Regions from separate parts of the Rattus norvegicus genome. Here region 2 is linked to region 1. A link is a contact called in public Hi-C data. All regions are on one chromosome and are shown on one strand. Each heading gives the region's core, a stretch centred on a gene start, on an enhancer-like site or on the middle of the called end of the contact. The rest is flanking DNA. Distances are from core to core; before and after follow the strand shown.

Region 1 (4,122 bases), core at 541-3,040:
TAAAACTTGGCTTGGCATGGTCGCACATGTCTTTGACCTGCCATGGAAGTGGCAGAGAGGCAAAAGAAGAATGATTTCTCTGAGTTCAAGGTCAGCTTTTTCTCCACAGTGAGTTCTAGGCCAGCCAGAGCCACACAGGGAGACTCTGTCTTTAAACAATTTTTCTAAAAACATAGTAATAGCTAATTTTAAAAGCACAGTAAGACCCCAGAATTACCAAACAATTTCTTTTTAAAAAAATATTTATTTTTATGTTATATATGAGTGTTTGGCTGCATGCATGTCTGTGCACCACAAGCATGCAGTACCTGAGGAGGTCAAAAAAGGGTAGTGAATCCTCTGGAATAGAGTTATAGATTGTCATGAAGTTTCATGAAGGTACTGGGAATTGAACTTGGGTCCGCTGTAAGTTTAGCAAATGTTCTTAAGCTCTGAGGCATCCCTCCATCCCCCTACACAACTTCTTAACAGTTTATGCCATACAAATAGAGTAAATGAAAAGTGTCCTATTTATTAGCAAATATACATGCAAACACGAAAAGCTTCAATTCACTTGTTCTGGAAACATTCTGCTTTTTACCGACTGGGTGCTGTGCTAGGTAATGTCTCAGATTATCTGATGCACATGATGTAATGTGATTACTTCCTTTCCTACTTTCTTCTCACAAACAGAATAGAACATTTACAGAATCAGGACCATGTTTTATAATGAGGCAATTCTAGTGACTAAGCCTCTCCATAATAGTCTTCATTAATGTGCTATCACAGGGTAATGAGAGAGTAGTGTATTGCCCGACACTTCAGTGAGTCACAGATAGATCTATTTGAAAAAATCAAGAACATTTTGTCAAAATATCCTTTTTAGTTCAGGTAAATTACTTGGCATATGCAGAATGGGCAACCAGTGAAAGTCACTGCTTTCAACAAACTATATTTGCATAAATAATATCCTTTTGGCAAGGCCTTTGCTTTTGCTTTGTCATCCTATTAAGTTCTGTTTTTTTCCTGTATGCTAATATTTGAAAGAGTCCTGTAATGCATAAAATTCAACAAATGAAGGAAACAATCCTGCAAGGCATCATGGCCCAAGGAGGCAGAGGGAGGTAGATCTGTGAGTCTGAGGGGGGCTGGGGATTTAGCTCAGTGGTAGAGCGCTTACCTAGGAAGGTCCCCAGCTCCGAAAAAAAGAACCAAAAAAAAGAAAGGAAGAAAAGAATGAAAGGAAGAAAGAAAGACAGACAGACAGCTTTGTACTTTCTGTACCCAGATAGGACAGCTCTCACCTATGCCTTTTCCATTATGCACTCCTGAGTTCATGTTGTCATTTAGCACCACTAGCTCATTTTTGCCTCTGTTCCTGGGATCACTACTTTTACACATAGATTTCACCTCACATCTGTAGAGACCAATAAGCAGGCACCTCTAAGCCCCTTGAGAGAAATGAAATCACATCTCTAAACACAAAGCCCATCGCCTTCCTTCCTCATTCTTAAGGTTTCAAATTTGTCATATACTGACTGCTCCTTTTCTTCTCCATACACTATACTAATTAGCCTACTGTGAGCAGAATCTCTCTTCAGAACTTCATTTCCCTAAGGGCTTGTCTCTGATCGGCACAGCCTGCCTTCATCAATTCAGATTCAGATCCTGGAAATAATGGCGCTTCCCCCAACCCTCTTTGAGTTTTACCAGGCAAATCTAAATCCTTAGCAGACAAGATCCTCCCTCTGTCAAGTCTCCTTACTGTCCTGCCACAGAGATGCAACACAGAAAGAGGCACAGGAATGACTCTTGGCTCAAGGTCTGATGCTCCCCCTAGTGGTCTAGACAGACATCCTGGTATGGGACTCTGAAAGGCAACAGTGAGGCATTTGTCAATTATGGCTAAATGTGGTTGGAGCAAATGAAGCCTGAAATTTAGTGCCCCACCCAGAGGTTTGATCCCAGCAGTAGATTCTCCTGATGAAATTCCCCCAAGTCTCCAAGCCAGCAGCGGTCATCACTGTCATTCTTGAGGGATGACACAATGGCATCTCTACTTACTATTAACAAGGAAAACCACATAGCAATTTCAACTAAATGACTACACTGCTAAAGCATCCTGTGGAACTGTCCGGAAATGAAGCCAAAGAATGCACGAGTATTCATTCATCTATATGCTCAGTCTTCTACAGAAGGCACATTTAAAATTCATCTGTCGAGACAGGGAGGTAACTGAGTAAAGTGCTTGCCTTGTATGTGTGAAGACCTGCGCTCCAATCTCCAGTACCAATATCCAGAAAAGGTCTGGCCCGGAGATGGTGGGTCACACCTTTATTCCCAGCACTCAGGAGGCAAAGGCCAATGGATCTGTGAGTTTGAGGCCAGTCTGATCTACATAGTGAGATTCTCGAAATCTCCCCACCCCTCCACACATTCACACACAAGTCTGGTACGGTGGCCCATTTCTGTAATCTCAGCACCAGGAGGCAGAGATAGGTAGAACTTTGAGGCTGCAAGGCTAGTCTATCAGTTGAGTTATGGGCCAATGAGAGAGCATGCTCAAAATACAAGGTGGGTGGTGATGAACAGTACCCAAGATTGGCCTCCACTCACACAAATGGACACAAGTATGTCTATCAAATACACAGACACGCACAAAGAGCGCCTGTCAAGGTGGAGACACTAGGGTCTCATTATCCCAGCCTGCAGCCAGAGAATGGATACATCTATGAAAATGCTGGAGATCTGGCTTGGCCTGGACAGAGACAGGAAGGAAGTCTCAGAAGAGAAAGTAACTTGCCCTCTGCAGTGTTAGCAGCCCCATGGTCATGGCTGAGGGCAGATTCTTCATCCATCTGTCAGAGCAATGCACGAGGCAGCTCTTACTGCCACCTCAGTGCAGTGCAGCATGACCTTGACAAGCACTGTCCCACCACTTTAGCTGCAGGATGCTCTCTGAACACTGCTTCATCGTCTTCTCTTTGCCTAGCCATACCAAGCCACATTTCTTACTCTTTTTTTTCCCCAATTGATAAGATATAGTTGCCCACCTAAACATACAAAGCCCGGTACCATCCATCCCTTAAGAACATTCATAACAATCTGTAAATACACAGAGTGGAATCTTAACGTCTGCCTCCATTGTTGTCCTGCCATGGCTTCTCACATTTCTGACTCTTAATACCCTCTCTCTTTGCCCCCTCTTTGAACTATACTCAGATCTGCATATGACAGAATGGTCAGCATGAAACGGGAACAGCTAGACGAGCCATCATTCCCTGTGCATTTGCAGCAATAGCTAGTCTAAGAAATTCTGAAACACTGTGAACGTACTTTACAGGCGAGGTTTTGTGTTCAGTGGTTGTTTCCAGCTGACACATGCTAGGCCTTGTCTCCTCCAAACACTGCGATCACTGCTATCGGTACCTTTATGGACCTATGTATAAAACCGCTAAGGAAGAGAAATAAACCTGGCTTGGCAGGCAAAGTGCCTGCTGAACAATTGGGGGCCTGAGTTTTGATTCCCCAAACCCATGTAAAAAGCTGAACATAGTGATGGTCTCCTGAAGTCCAGGGCTGTGAGGCAGAGACAGGAGGATTTCTGGAGCTAGCAGGCCAGCCAGTCCAGAGAGTGAATTGAGGCTCAGTGAGACCTGGTCTCAGCAATGAAGGAGAGAGCAATAGAAGAAGGTTCTGAAGTCAACATCTGATCCCTAGCAAGCACATCTACACACACCCATACACACACACACACACACACACACACACACACACACACACACAGAACAGGCAAGTACATCTACACACACACACACACACAGCACAGGCAAGCACATTACACACATACACACACAAACACACACTCACTCATAAAAACAACAAAAAGAGAAAAAACATATTTCTCCTACAGGGAAAGTGGTTCATTAGCACAAAGCACAAACATGGCAGACACACTGCTAGATGAAAAATGTCCAAGGCTGAGTGGAGTATGTTGGTTCACAGCTATCTTTTTATATCATATAACACACACAATAAGAGCTAGGATCAGCTGGGCTCCAACCTCATAGGTGGCAATGAATAGCCTAGTAAGGGCACCAGTGGAAAGGGAAGCCCTTGGTCCTGCCAAGACTGAACCCCAGT
Region 2 (4,343 bases), core at 1,092-3,591, 110 kb before region 1:
AAAAATACAAAATTATCTGTGTGTGTCCATATATGCTTGTTGTTGTTGTTGTTGCGCTGGTGACCAAACCCAGGGCCTAACATGCTTACGAAGCCTAGCAAGTTCTGCCACCGAGCCACGGTTTCTCTTTTTTTCTTTTCCTTTTTGGTTTTCCTTTGTAGACCAGGCTGGCCTCAGACTCAGAGATCTGCCTGTCCCTGTCCCCCAAGTGCTGGGATTAAAGGTGTGTGCCACGACTGCCAGGCTACAGCTGTCCTTTATAGTAAGACTTCCCAGGGCAAAATGCTGCAAAGAAGCCAACTGTCCCTAACTCAGTGACAGTGTTGGGAAAACCAAGCGATCGAGTACCGAATGCCTATTAAAGGATCACTGCACAGCTGTGGAGTATTGGTCTGGGACAGAGTCTTCCAAAGCACAAAGCAGAAGAGGCTGTGTAACGCTCTCCCATGCTGTTCTAGCTGCAACTTTCCCAGACTACTCCAGGACCTGCTTCTATTCTTCTTCCAACATTTTCCTAACAAATAATTCTCAAGTATTTTCTACGCAGCTACAATTTCTTCCCAGGAACTGTCCCTTCATATCTAAACCAAGCAAGTACATTTGAAAGAACATCTGCGTAGCATGGTATCTAAGGTGTTAGCAATTTTAATTAGCAAAAGAGCAGTTAAATCAGCTAATATTACTAAGTATGGGCTCTGGCATGGCAACATTTCTATGGTTTCTCAAACATTTTTTCATTTTTCATTTCTAAGAGCCCACTTTCTTTCTCTCCTTTGTTTGCTTGGGTTGTTTCTTTGTTTTGTTGGTTGGCTTTTCAAGAGATTTCTCTGTAGCCTTGGCTGTCTAGGAACTCACTGTATAGGGCAGGTTGGCCTCCAACATAGCGATCTTCCTGCCTTTGCCTTCTGAATGCTGGAATTAAAGGCATGTACCACTACCACTGGGCTATTTCTAGGAGACCCTTAATAATAATTCATATCAATACCATGAGATATGAATACCAGGCATGGTAATATATATATATATATATATATGTATATATATATATATATGTATATATATATCTTTGTGACTCATACACAAAGAGTAAAACACTGCCCTTGGTACTGGTAAGCCCCCTACTAAGAATATGTGGTATGTCCTTTGCTTAAATGAATTCTGAAAAATACAGTAAGAAAACCATACAGAGATCTCTGAGGCAAAGAATCATCTCTGACTTTTGTTGGAAAGTCTTGCAAACAAATTCTTCATGATGTTGGTAACCCTGATTATTCCAAATCAAACAATTTCTTCTGCCATTATTTGTATAATTACCAACACCATATATATATATATATATATATATATATATATATGTATATATATATAGTATACCAACACCTTATATAAGTCCAATCATTCGTTTACAACGAATATATGTGTAATGAGAGTTTTAAATGCAAAATGATAAATCTCTCTCAAAAGATTAACTCTCTATGAGGGATGATGAGATGCAAAATATGTTTGAGCCAGGGGAAAGGGAAAGTTTTCTGGAATTTCCAGGTATGTCATGGCTGTTGCACTCTTGAACTCGCAGCAAGTATGATTAACTACAAGTGATCTGCATAGGTTTGAATCCTGTCCAGATCTTGTAACGAAAAGGGGAGGCGTTCATGAAGCCCTCGCGGTTGATAAGAGATATTTTTCCCAGTGGTGTGTAGCCACTTACAAGCTATGAACTGTTAGTTATCAGTTCGACTTCAGACCCAGTCATGAAACTCCATTTCGCCTATTTTCAGTCAAATTCACTCTTCGTCACCACGCCCATGACCTGTTTTCTGCTAGTTGTACGCTCTCTAAGGATACTGGAAATGTACATAACTTACTATCTAGAGAAGAGGAAGACTCCTTATAATAAAAACAAGGACACAGGATGCTGCTGTGTTGCAAATGCATGCAGAGGGAGGCGAGTGTGCCTGGCTCCATTACTACTATCTCTCCCTACTGAGCAGCAAAGGCACCTCTGGAGGACCTCTGGGTCCCTGAAAGAAGTCAATTACACGGTAGGTTTAGCAGGTCGGTGCAGAGACAGAAGCCTGCGAGCCTGGATTGGAGGTCGGGCTCCCACCCACCCCGGCCTGTCGCCGCCCACCTCACAGTATAAGAGTTCAGTTTCGGGTTCCTGACCCGCCGCGACGCGGCAGAACACGCAGTTACTGTCATAGTCCCTGGACTCCGAGGTCCCAGGCGAGGACACCTCAGGTCCTGCTTTGGCAGTGACCGTACAGTCGGGATTCGGCTCTCCAGCTAAGCCCGCTTGCTTTTCAGCCATGGCGGCCGAGAGGCGACCTGAGGATCAGCTGAGCTGCTCAAGGCCTGGCGCGTGCGCACCCGTGGCACCCGGAGCCGCCGCCTTGCTCCGCCCTCCTAGCAATGCGAAGTCTGCGCACGCGCAGGGACAGACACTGGGAAGGGGAGACTGTCAGTGGGCGAGGAGGGCGCGGTAAGGCTTGCCCTGACCCCGCCCGTCGCTCCGTGATGACGCAAACAGCTCAGTTTCAAGAACCTAACCAGGGGCTTGGGAGTTGCCAATAACCTTAGTCTAAAGTGCAAAGGATGTTGTTTCCACTTCTCTATATAGTGTATCACGCTCTAGTTATAAAAGAAAAAAAAAGTATAGAAGTTCGATTTTTTAAGGGTATAAGAGGATGAGTAAAATGTATAGAGAGCCTTGTTTGGCAAAGTGAATTTTCCTTGTTTTCTGTGTACTTGTTCAGTCACAATAATTTTAGGATCTGAAAACAAAAAACAAAAAACAAACAAACAAAAAAAAAACCCAGCCAAACTGTACTTGACATGTTTGCTTTTGTTTATAGTGCAATGCAAATCAGAATAAGGATCTCTCCTATGTCACATGTCATATACCGAGAAAAGGCAATAGTTGAGAAATTACCTCCCAGCTCTTCCCTGTGTCTCACCGGGTTCATTGTAACAATTTTCTCTTGTATTTCCTGCTATTCAGGAAAGAGAGAGAAACCCTTTGGGAACAATCATGCCAGAAAAATATCAGTTCTTAAGTATGATTGTGAGCTCACCTTTTGACAATACACGGCCTTTGCTGAGCACCAGTACTGAGCATTCCCTATGCTTCTCTAACTGTGAAACTTCCCAAGTTTAATTATTTTATTACAGCTCTACAGAAAGAAACAGATTCAGACTTCTATCTTACCCCTTACCCAAACAATAGCAAAGTTTAAATAAGTGTCTATTTATGTTCTATGTTTATCCGTAGAACAAATATTTTTAAATGCACTGTTTTGTTTTGAGATAAATTCTTGCTGATTCCCACCTCACCTGGAAATCTTCCTGTGTCAAACCTCCTGGTACTGTGCTGACCCTGCCTCTTTCCTGATGCTGAAGTTTACTTGAAATGATTGACAACAATAGTTATGACATTGGCGCTTGTCGATTTCATAATTGCAATTACTTAGTATGACTTTAAATTTGGTAATGCTTTTAAATGAATTGTGTTGTAATCCAAAACAGCAACATGTTAGGTAAAAGTACACGCAAATTGAAGACACATTTAATTTCCTGTGTAGTTAACCGCATATTTGGCAATCACTACAGTAGCTTCTCAGATCCTCAGAAGCAGAAAATGTGTGACCTCACACATTTAAATATCATTTTCTATGTCTGTTCTTACACTTTCATATCACTCTGCCTTTTTTATGGTGTGTGTCTGTGTGTGTGTGTGTGTGTGTGTGTGTGTGTGTGTGTGTAGTATATGTTTGTCTTTCTCCATGTATGTACTTGTGTACTCGGGCTGCCTCTTGGGCCAAGGGGAGGTAGGTGATGTGAAGATCCTTCTGTAACTGTAGGTGCCTTTCAGAACTGCTTGCTTGACATTGAAAGCCTTTGAATTGTCTTTGGCTTTGGTAAGAGCAGGAGTTTCTTGGTGCTATCACAGTGGAAAGGTCTAAGTAGACATTTCACAGCTGTCTGATGACTAAAAGAATGACTTTCAGATCCCAGGGGAATACACTTTTGAGTTATGAGAGTGGCACAGTCACAAGCAGAAGTGCTTTTCAGTAAAGGCTGTGAGGGTGAAGGTCAGCAGAGGAGGGTGGCTATAACAAAACCCAGAGCCTGACATTGTGAGTTAGGCATTTGGAGCCCTGTCTGAATACTGCCATATGGACGTTGCCTTGGCTTAGGGGTTTGTACATAGTGGTGATAAGGCAAAAGTTTTTCAGTTCTCGCTTCCTTGCCGGTACGTTTCTTCCTCAATAAGGCCAACTCTGACTGTCTAACCCCTTCCTTCCTCTTTCTCTTGCTGGGTTTTTTCTATTACATGTCCCTTT

The links. A called contact is a pair of places that touch in the nucleus more often than the background predicts.
Region 2: a contact with region 1 is called in a Hi-C map of Schwann cells, with 6 times the contacts expected there. The contact joins the promoter of Hint3 here to the enhancer-like site in region 1. A contact is called at or near these places in 10 of 12 Hi-C or Micro-C datasets (the A7r5 cell line, the Rat2 cell line, Schwann cells and 5 more).

Annotation. Positions count from the first base shown.
Region 1 is chr1:28,746,834-28,750,955 of GRCr8, reverse strand. The region is part of intron 3 of Ncoa7 (nuclear receptor coactivator 7); the gene reads right to left. Among named protein-coding and RNA genes, the nearest start is that of Ncoa7, 74 kb to the right of the region's middle. Within about 2 kb of position 1,790, at least 9 of the 93 cell types and tissues checked have an H3K27ac peak or open chromatin away from gene starts, as enhancers often do. A contact at or near this core is called in Schwann cells, where this site is marked.
Region 2 is chr1:28,852,858-28,857,200 of GRCr8, reverse strand. It overlaps Hint3 (histidine triad nucleotide binding protein 3), which reads right to left and starts at 2,341. Exons shown (of 5, transcript NM_001100825.1): 1 at 2,132-2,341. The coding sequence starts at 2,311.